Regions from separate parts of the Sus scrofa genome. Here all the other regions are linked to region 1. Evidence: chromatin contacts called from public Hi-C data. All regions are on one chromosome and are shown on one strand. The core of a region is the stretch at or near the end of the contact, and the rest is flanking DNA. Distances in the headings are between cores, read along the strand shown. Region 1 holds the start of IL34 (interleukin 34). Region 2 has its middle 56 kb from the start of SF3B3. Region 3 holds the start of COG4 (component of oligomeric golgi complex 4).

The links. Hi-C and Micro-C count contacts between places; a contact is called where the count stands out from the background.
Region 2: a contact with region 1 is called in a Hi-C map of skeletal muscle, with 3 times the contacts expected there. The contact joins the enhancer-like site here to the promoter of IL34 in region 1. A contact is called at or near these places in 12 of 47 Hi-C or Micro-C datasets (brain, embryonic fibroblasts, mesenteric adipose tissue and 5 more).
Region 3: a Hi-C map of skeletal muscle shows a contact between it and region 1, with 5 times the contacts expected there. The contact joins the promoter of COG4 here to the promoter of IL34 in region 1. A contact is called at or near these places in 1 of 5 promoter capture datasets (fetal skeletal muscle), 6 of 47 Hi-C or Micro-C datasets (embryonic fibroblasts, heart right ventricle, mesenteric adipose tissue and 3 more) and 1 of 2 datasets of contacts at active chromatin or transcription factors (skeletal muscle).

Annotation. Positions count from the first base shown.
Region 1 is chr6:13,646,671-13,649,776 of Sscrofa11.1, forward strand. IL34 (interleukin 34) reads left to right here and starts at 1,568. Exons shown (of 6, transcript NM_001285975.1): 1 at 1,568-1,595. The coding sequence starts at 1,568.
Region 2 is chr6:13,579,162-13,582,513 of Sscrofa11.1, forward strand. No RefSeq gene overlaps it. Among named protein-coding and RNA genes, the nearest start is that of SF3B3, 56 kb to the left of the region's middle. Within about 2 kb of position 1,435, at least 2 of the 83 cell types and tissues checked have an H3K27ac peak or open chromatin away from gene starts, as enhancers often do. A contact at or near this core is called in skeletal muscle, where this site is marked.
Region 3 is chr6:13,522,818-13,525,960 of Sscrofa11.1, forward strand. COG4 (component of oligomeric golgi complex 4) reads right to left here and starts at 1,625. Exons shown (of 19, transcript NM_001244337.1): 1 at 1,448-1,625. The coding sequence starts at 1,618. SF3B3 (splicing factor 3B subunit 3) reads left to right here and starts at 1,702. Exons shown (of 26, transcript XM_021093803.1): 1 at 1,702-2,010.

The DNA of each region.
Region 1 (3,106 bases), core at 318-2,817:
AAAGCCCTACTTGGCTGCTGGGAGCCCGTGTGAGCGAGAGCCAGCACTTCTGGTTCTCCGTGGGGATGCCATGGACGCCACGGTGGGGAAGACTCTCAAATCATACCTCCTGTCTCCTAATGCCATCACCACGTGGCCATTTCCCCAGAAGGGACAAAAGGAAAGGTCTAGAGAAGGGAACAGAACTGAGAGGCTAAATTTCAAAGCTGGTTCTGTCGCCTGCCAACTCAGTCTCACGGAGCCTCCGTTTCCTCACGTGCAGAATGCGGACAACAGCCCCTACCTCGCAGCGTCCAGTGAGGTATAAATGAAATGACCACATCAGAGCCCTGAGCCCTGTGCCCAGCTGGAAATTCACATCTGGGTGTCAGCAGGCTGAGGTTGAATTCCTGTCGCAATTTTTACAAGTTGTGTGACTTCAGACAAGCATCTTAATCCTTCTGGGCCTTGAGTTCCTCATTGATAAAATGAAACTTTATGCTCCCATAAGGTTGTTGTGAAGATTCAATGACTATAAAGACCTTAGCCGAGGGCCTACCACATAATGAGCTCTTGGGAAGAGCCACTGTATTATTATCATAGGGTTGCCAAATTTAGCAAATAAAGATACAGGACTCCCAGTTAATCAGGAATTGCAGATAAGCCAAAATTTTTGTGAGTATAGGTATGTCCCATGCAATATTTGGGACATACTTAAAAAAAGTATTCATGACATAATCATACTAAAAAATTTGTATTTATCTGAAATTCAAATGTAACTGGGTACCTAGTATTTGGAGAAACAGATTTGGAGTAATCCGAGGATGAGAAAAGCCTGAAAGTGCATGGAGGGGTCAACCATCTGTTTTTTTAACTTCCCTGCAGCCCACGCCTTTCATGTACTTTATCTGTGACTTCACCTCCTTCAGGAAACTCCCTGGATTTAGCCCACACAGCCCATTCATTCCTTGGCTTTGCTGTTGTTCTGCCCCCAGGCTGTCAGCTGGTGTCACCGGAACTCACTCCTGGGCCAGGACTGCCCTTTGGATATTATGTTACTCAGGTCCCCAGGTAGCCAGCCACCAGGTGGTCCCAGCTGGGTGGTGGGTGCAGCCTACACAGTAGGCTCTGCACGCCTGTGGCTGATGGCTGAGTGGCAGCACCACTCTTACATAATCGGTTTCTCTCCTCCTTTCTCTTTCCAGAGCCAGATTTCACACTGAGCAGCTGCAGACGGAGAAATCAGAGAAAGCACAACCCAGCCTCAGATTCCGAGGGGCCTGCTTGGGACTCTCTCCTCCTGCTTGGAAGGAAGACCCTGAGGCAGCTGTCTCAGGCCAGGTCTTGGCTGCCATGGGACTCCCAGCCACCACGCCCCAGCTGCCCTCCATACTGCCAGGCAGATAAGGGTGAGCCCTGCCCAGGAGCACCTGCTACCCTCTGCCAGGCCACCCTCTGTGGCCAGTCCTTCCTCAACTTTGGACCACCTTTGCTGACCTGAGGCCATGTAGGCCCCACTTGGGCCTCTGTGGATAGATACGCCCCTGGGCACAGCACCTCTGCTCTCTGGGAGATCCAGTGCACCACCATGCCCCGGGGACTCGCTTGGCTGTGCTGTGAGTACTGGGGAGATCTGTGGGGGCTGCCCGGGGAGGCCTTGGCCCAGAGCTGGGCTCTGCCGTAACCATGGTAACCAGGGCATTCTTCCTGGTGAGAAGTTGTGATGCCTCCCAGCTTAATGGCAGGCAGCCTTGGGGACTCCCACGCTGTCTGCCCTGTCTCCACCTGACTGCAGCTCAGATGGGCATGGTAGCTGTGCATCTTAGACTGGGTGGGCACAGTCAGTGGGTCACAGGGACAGGGCAGGTCCTGGGGTAGGAAGCAGGAATCTCATCTGCTCAAACTTCTTGGTTCTGGGGAGTATGGTGGGATGGAGGTGGCAGAGAAAGGATTTCTGGCCTCCCTGGGGGTGGCCAGCCAGGGGTGGGGGCTTGTGAAATTGTCTGCGTCCCAACACACATGGGAGAAGTGCAGCTTGTTCCCTCTGCCTCTGCCTCCATAAAGAGCTAAATCAAAAGGCGAAAAGAGAACAGTGTTGTTGGGAAAAGGAGAATTAGTTGAAATGAGGACAAGAAAAAAACATCTAAAAGCCTCTCAATCCTGCTGGTGGGAGGCCAGACCAAGCTCCCTTCAGACTCCAAGATTCCATTTAATTGACTCAAATTCAACATATTTTTTTCTGGTGCCACCCACCTGCCCACTGGAGAGGCACTGCCATGGCGACAAGGACCTGGGCTATCTCGTGCGTCTCTCTCTAACACCTGGCATGGAGTTAGGCGCTAGGAACTGTGTGCTGGATGGATGAGCTCCCAGGTCTGATCTTGTGAGGGATTCATAGAGGAGCTGGCTTCTACTCTGGCCCTTGGGGAGGGTACTGCGAAGGGTCAGAATGTTCACAGTGGGTAGAAGGACCCAGACCCAGTGTTCTGGAAGCTTCTGAGTCATGAGGAGCAGGGGAGCAGGAGAAACAGCAGGGTGGGGTGCCACTTGAAATGATCTCAGAGGTGGGTGGGTTCACACGTGTTGACGCGAGGAGGTGAGGCCAGTGTTCCTTCCAGGGAAGGGGAATAGCGTGAGCAAAGGCTCAGGAATGGATCAGTGAGAGGCCAGGCTGGCGAGCTGTTTGGGCTCAGGTGGCTGAGGCTTTGACAGCGCGGGTGAGGAGTTGCCAATTCATGAGACAACAGGGAGCTCGGGCAGATCTGTGATCTGCAGTTGGGGGTTGTGGTGGGTGTTGCTCTGCTCTCTGGAGCTTGATCTGGTGATGCTTTTGGGAGTTGCTCTTGCAACCTTTTGGGCCTCTGGTAATGAGAGTCCCTTCCAGAGGTGGAAGTGAGAATGAAGAGGTCTGGCAGAGATAACAAAGCTCATGATTTGTCAAGGATTTGTCAAGGATTGGCAAGGACTGGCTAGAGTGAGGGGGAGGGAGGGATGTGGATCGAGGGCTCAGACAGGGGCCGGGGTGCTGAAGAAGGCTCGGCTGCCATGACACATTGCCACAAACTTGGCTTAAAACAGCAGAAGTGGGAGTTCCCTGGTGGCCTAGTGGTAAAGGGTTTGGTGTTGT
Region 2 (3,352 bases), core at 185-2,684, 68 kb before region 1:
GCTCCTTTTACTTCCACAGCTCCTGATAATGGTCGTTTGCCATCTGTCTACTAGGAAGGATCAGTGAGTACAAAAAAACCTACCCTCAGGAATAAAGTCAGTACATCTCCCTATTTATGGAAGAAAAAAAAAAAAAAGCTTATGGGTAACTTAGAGGATCCCTGTCTGCAACATCTTAGCCAGGCTCTGGAGGATGTTTGGAGTATATGAGGAGGCAGCAACTGGAAGTGACACAGTCTCAGAAATGTTCCGGCTCACACTTGAGGATTCAGCCTTCCTCTGTCAAGTTGTGTGGGAAGCCTTAATGTTCCAGGCATCCTCAGCTTCATTGAACATGGAGAGGCCTGAGTCACTTCACATTTGAGTACTTCGTAGAGTAAAACACTTTTGTGTGTGTGTGCTCAGGGCTTCCATTGAACTGATTCTTTGTGGAAGGCACTGGCTTAGAATCAGGAATGGAGGTGATTAGATAAAATCTTTGACAGTGAACAGAGAGTGTTCGTGATGTTATACCCTGAAACTGCATGTTTCTTTAATCATGGCTTGGGGTTTAGATCAGTCAGTAGCCCCCTAAATTTTGCCAGGGATTGAATCCCTAAATGATACTTCTTTCTTACTTAGCTCATGAGTATGCATAGTAGACTGTACTCTTTTTTTTTTTTTTTTTTTTTTTTGCCACCCATGACATACAGAGGTCCTGAGCCAGGGATCACATCTGAGCTGCAGTTGCAACCTATATGCAACTGCAGCAGTGCAGGCTCCTTTAATCCACTGTGCCGGGCTGGGATCAAATCTGTTTCCTGGTGTTTCAGAGAAACTGCCAATCCCAGGGTGCCATAGCAGGAACTCATAGAGACAGTACTTTTGAACTACATTTGCATAGCTTAATTCCAGCATTTGTTTTTTCCTGTGGCTCCCCACTTGTTCTGTTTAGCCTGTCATATTGTATGATGTTGATATGCAGCAGTATGAGAAACTCAGCATAGACGTTTGAGCAGTGGCTCCTTGTTCCTAACATGTTGGGATTTTTTTTTTTTTTTTTTTTTTTTTTTTTTTTTTTTTAGAGCCTCACCCTTGGCATATGGAGGTTGCCAGGCTAGAGGTTGAATCAGAGCTACTGCTGCCAGCCATAGCCACGGGAACTTGGGATCTGAGCTGCCTCTGCGACCTACACCATAGCTTATGGCAACACCGGATCCTTAACCCACTGAGTGAGGCCAGGGATTAAACCCTCAGACTTCATGGTTCCTAGTCACATTTGTTTCTGCTGTGCCACAGCAGAAACTCGCCTACCCTCTAGCTTGATGTACTTCTTCCTACAGTAGTAGATGGGATATGTAAGAAAAGAAAACTGAGCTCTGTTACAGAATCAGGAATTGCTGTCCTTTTTTGGTTGTTCTTAATCATGTAGATAGCAGTTTAGTGGGGACATGATCACACCTGTGAGAGGAAGACACCACATGTCACTCAAGGACACTGTAAGACAGCATTAGGTTGTACTCAGTAACCCAGTAAACAACTAAGGCCTTAGGGAGTCAGACTTTTTAGTATCAAGAAGGTGGAACACTTCTGGTTCCTGTGAGAAGCTGTGATTGTCTTGTCTGGATAAACCTAGAGCCTGGCAAGGAGCTAAAACTTGCTCTCTGGAAGTGGGCAGGATCTGTGCCTGATCCTTTGATACAGAGGGTTGTTTAGCTAGGAAACCTCATTCACAAAAACAGGGGGGAGAGAAACTTGACATTAGGCCATTCGAAGCCCTTCTGATTTACAACATGTCATACTAAATCTTAACTTTAAATCTTACATCACAACTGGGAATGTGTGGTCATCTGATTATTGCCCCACTGGAGAGTATAGCTGAGGGTGGATTTTACGTTGGATCATCTTGTGCTTACAAGGTGTTACAAGAGTCTCTTCTCCCAGGGAAAATGATACAAACTCTGGGATTGTCAGAGAAATTTGGGTGCATATTAGAAGGGATTATCTGATAGATGATGGCAAATCATGAGTTAATCTGAGCATTTGTGCTAAGCACAGTGAGAAATTCTCAAGGCCTGTTCATCTGAACTTGACATTCTAGTAAGGGAGAGGAAGCTTAAACATGTGAAATAATCAACCAAATATGTCTATAGTAAAAAGAACTAGAATCAGACAACTTGTGTGATCTGGTTGGGCCAAATCACAGCTGATTCAATTTGAGCAAGCCATTTAAAACTTCTGAGCCTTGGCTCGCCCAACTGTAGAAAGTGATAGGACAGATATAGTGTATGCTACAGAGAAGTCCCCATGCAGGATCTTAGTTCCTTAGAATCCCAGTAAGTCAAAGTAACTATATCTCTTGGGAGTATAGATTTTATTTTCAGTCCTGAGTTCAGTCAAGTCTCTGCCTCTGATTAGATCCATGATTTTGGGGGTTTTCTTTTGGGTTTTTTTTTTTGTTTTTTGGTTTTTTGTTTGTTTGTTTGTTTGTTTTTGTTTTTTGCCTTTTCTAGGGCCACTCTTACAGCATCTGGAGGTTCCCAGGGTAGGGGTTGAATCGGAGCTGTAGCCACCGGCCTACGCCACAGCCACAGCAACGCGGGATCCCAGCCGTATCTGCAACCTACACCACAGCTCAATGCCAGATCTTTAACCCACTGAGCGAGGCCAGGCATTGAACCCGCAATCTCATGTTTCTTAGTTGGATTCATTAACCACTGAGCCATGAAGAGAACTCCTTAGGAGTCACTATGGATGTGAATCTCCTTCCCTTCCCACCATACACACACCACAGTTACATTCTCTTTCCTCCTTGTACTGCTTTACTTTTGATATGTCTGTTGACTTTGTCACGTTCTATTGTGGCTACATGGGTGCTGGAGGAGGTAGAGTTTTGACGGATATAAAGAGAACATTTGGGCCATAACTCAGGGACCTCCTCTGGACTTGATTTCTCTATGAATTCTCACAGCTGGAAAGATTTTCTTTTCTTTCCTCCAGTTTTAGTGAGGTATAATTGACATACATCACTGTAAGTTGAAAGTATACAGTATAATGTTTTGACTTGTATAGTCAAATAATTCATTTTTAGATACAATTAAATTTTTTTTTCTTGTCATGAGAACTCAGGCTCTAGTCTTAGTCAACTTTCATATATATATTTATCATACAGCAGTGTTAACTAGTCATGTTGTGCATTACATTCCTAGTACTTCTTTGACTCAGAGTGGATTTTTTTTTTTTTTAAGAACTGCTTATGGAAGTTACCAGGTTAGGGGTCCAATCAGACTGCCACAGCAACACCAGATCCAAGCCTTGTCTGCAACCTCCACCACAGCTCAGGGCAGTGCTGGATCCTTAAGCCACTGAGTGG
Region 3 (3,143 bases), core at 375-2,874, 120 kb before region 1:
ATGGGGACCCAGGTTTGATCCCTGGCTTCATTCACTGGGTTAAGGATCTGGTGTTGCTGTGAGCTGTGGCGTAGGCTGGTGGCTACAGCTCTGATTTGACCCCTAGCCTGGGAATTTCCATATGCTGCGGCTGTAGCCCTAAAAAAGGGAAAAACAAACAAAAACCAAAACTAATATTGTTCTGTCTGTAAGATCAACTTAATTTTTTTCCTAACATACTGACCGATTCAATGAATGCAAGCTTAGGAATGTTAAGAGTATTGAATTTTATAAAGTACATCTTGCTGAAAAGTCTATCGGCATTGGTATAAATTAATACTTGAAAACTCTCAAAGAGAGTTCCCGCCGTGGCTCAGTGGAAATGAATCTGACTAGGATCCATGAGGATGCAGGTTCCATCCCTGGCCTCCCTCAGTGGGTTAAGGATCTGGTGTTGTCACTGCAGTGGTTTGGGTTGCTGCTGTGAGGGGATTTGACCCTTGGCCTGGGAACTTCTACATAGAGTGGGTGTAGCAAAAAAAAAAAAAAAAGTACTGACGGGAGATCCTGTTGTGGCTCAGCAGTTAACAAACCTGACTAGCATCCATGAGGATGCGGGTTTGATCCCCGAACTCAAACAGTGGGTTAAGGATCCAGCAGTGCCAGTGACCTGTGGTGTAGGTCACAGACACCGCTTGGATCTAGCATTGCTGTGGTGTGGCATAGGCAGCAGCTACAGCTCCGATTCCACCCCTAGCCTGGGAACTTCCATATGCCGCGGGTTCAGCCCGAAAAAGTAAAAAAAAAAAAAAAAAAAGTACTGACAGCATTAAGTTTCATGGAAAAGTGAGGAAGGCTGCTGGACATAATATAGCCAGTGCCCCTGGTTTGACGCTATGCAGGGGTAGCTACAAGAACTGAAATAACTTATTCACGATTAGACAGTTGTTTCTGAGTTTTAACATCTCAAGATTCTACAAAGCCCTGCATTGAACTGAAACGCTAAAATTACACCCCCAAATCATTTCCCACAGTAGAAAGTCTTAAAACGCTTTGTTTATTTACAATGATTTCTTGCTGAAATGAGGTAAGGTGAAAGCGTTTCATCACTTTAAAATTTATAAGCCCTTACAACAAAGCCTTTATTCTTATTATGAAAAGCAAGCGTGTGAGGAGATGCCCTTAAGTCTAACTTTAGGACCGCGGAGAAATCTAATGATTAAGGGCCAGGGAAATCAACAGGGGGCGGGGCAGATCGCCCAGACAACACGAAAATATGCTTGGGGGCATCAGACGGAGATGTCGGATCGCCCCAATTACATTCAACCACACTCCTGCTTCTCGAGTAGATGCTTTTTTTGTTTCCTCGTAAAGAAAAGAACTTCCCACAGCCCTGATTTCCCAAGAATGACGGCTCCTAGGCCCACTGCCCCTGTATCCTCCTGGAAAGAGAAGCTCAGCCCCCCACCTCCTCGCCGCAGAGCCGTTCGTACACAGCCTCCAGCTCCTGAAGCTCAGTCAGAGAGCGAATGAGCTCTGTGGAGATTTCCGAGCAGCGGCCTCCTCCCACGCCTTCAGGCGGCGGAGGCACCCCTGACAGCTTCTGAGGAGAATCGAGGTCCGCCATCTTGATTCCCATTCCGCGCTTCCGGCCCTGGGAGGCCCCCTCCTCGTAGGCGCGCCACGTCCTTGGGGCTGCCCACGGGAGTGCCTAGTGAATTTGTATATATGTTTTTAAAAGCCTACTTAAAAAGGTCTATTAATTCCCTATTTTCCTGGGAAAAGTGACAGTCATAAAAATATGTTTAAGTAATTTTTCGTGCGGCGTGGAAGCAAGACTGAAGCATTAAAGAGATTTATATGTACATTCTTCAGGCGCCGGTTGAGGACCTTTTTTCCGTCGCGCGCCAATCGGAAGGTCCCTGTTTTAGGAGCTAATGGCGGATGCCGGCGGCTTGGGCTTAGCGGCGGATTAGGCCTTGAGGGGACTGAGGATCTGTTGGATATCTGCGCCATCCTCCTGGCTTCAGGGTAAAGAAGCAGCTTTCTGACCTCCCTAGGCCTGAAGAGGTGGAGAGCGGCCATGTAGAAGGGTGGGCCGAGCCTTTTGTAAGGGTTTCTGAGAGAGTTTAGGCCCGAGGACTATGGGCAAGCGTCTAGGAGGTGATGGAGGGGAACGCAGGAGGGCAGCTTCACGAACTTGTGTTTCGCGACCGTTCGCACTGTGGGAACTAAGCCTAGCTCAAAATAAGCTTTCTAGAGACTGCGTAGCTTTTAGGCTTTGGGGGAGATGTAAGAAGGGGCGGGAGAGACGTTTTCCACTGGAGAAAGTAAACGGCACACCGACGGGGAGGTGAAAGATCAAGGGTGTTAAAAGTGTCAAGGACGGAAACAGTCTTTGAAATCTAGACCCTTTGTATTTGTGCTTTGGTGCTTGGGCAACTCATTTCCTTCTTTGATCCTCAGTTTATCGCTTGCAAAAATGGGGATAATTATATCTATCTTGAAGACTTTGCAGAGTTTAAATGCGGTGATGTTCTTCTCGTACATGGAGAAGGGGTGGAGGAGCAATCACAGGCTCATTTCCTAATATTCATAGACAGCAGGTAGAATTGGGGGAAATCAAAATTTACCAAGTTTTGGTCGTTACTAGTTTCCGGTATGTAGTGCTTGGTTGATCTTCCTCTGAAATGCAATTTCCCTTGTTACCCAAGATAAAAGAATAGTTGGGGAACCTGGGTCCAGCTAGGTTTTGGGAAAATAAATTCCAAAGTTTGTACTAGATGCTGTTAGTTGTAAAGGAACTAGAAAGTAGGCTGAGTTTTTCAGTAAGTTATAAAGGGCGAAAAGTAGCCTAGGAGAAGGTTTTCCAAGCTTCCGAAGTGGTCTTTGGTTTCCTATGTTTGTTTTCTGAAAGATTCTGTATCTTTCATACAGTCAACCCTACAATATAGATCACATTCACAACAAGGTAGGGGTTTCGTTGTAAATTTTGTTCTTGATAACTGCAAGTTTGAAATTATGTTTGAAATTTTATAACTGGAGTGAGATGCAAGAGAATAAATTATGTCTGAGACTCCATTCAACTTTTCTCATTTAACAAAACCAAATTTGCATGCTAATTACAGATACAATTGTAAGCTTTGAACTTCTCGAGATTCTTT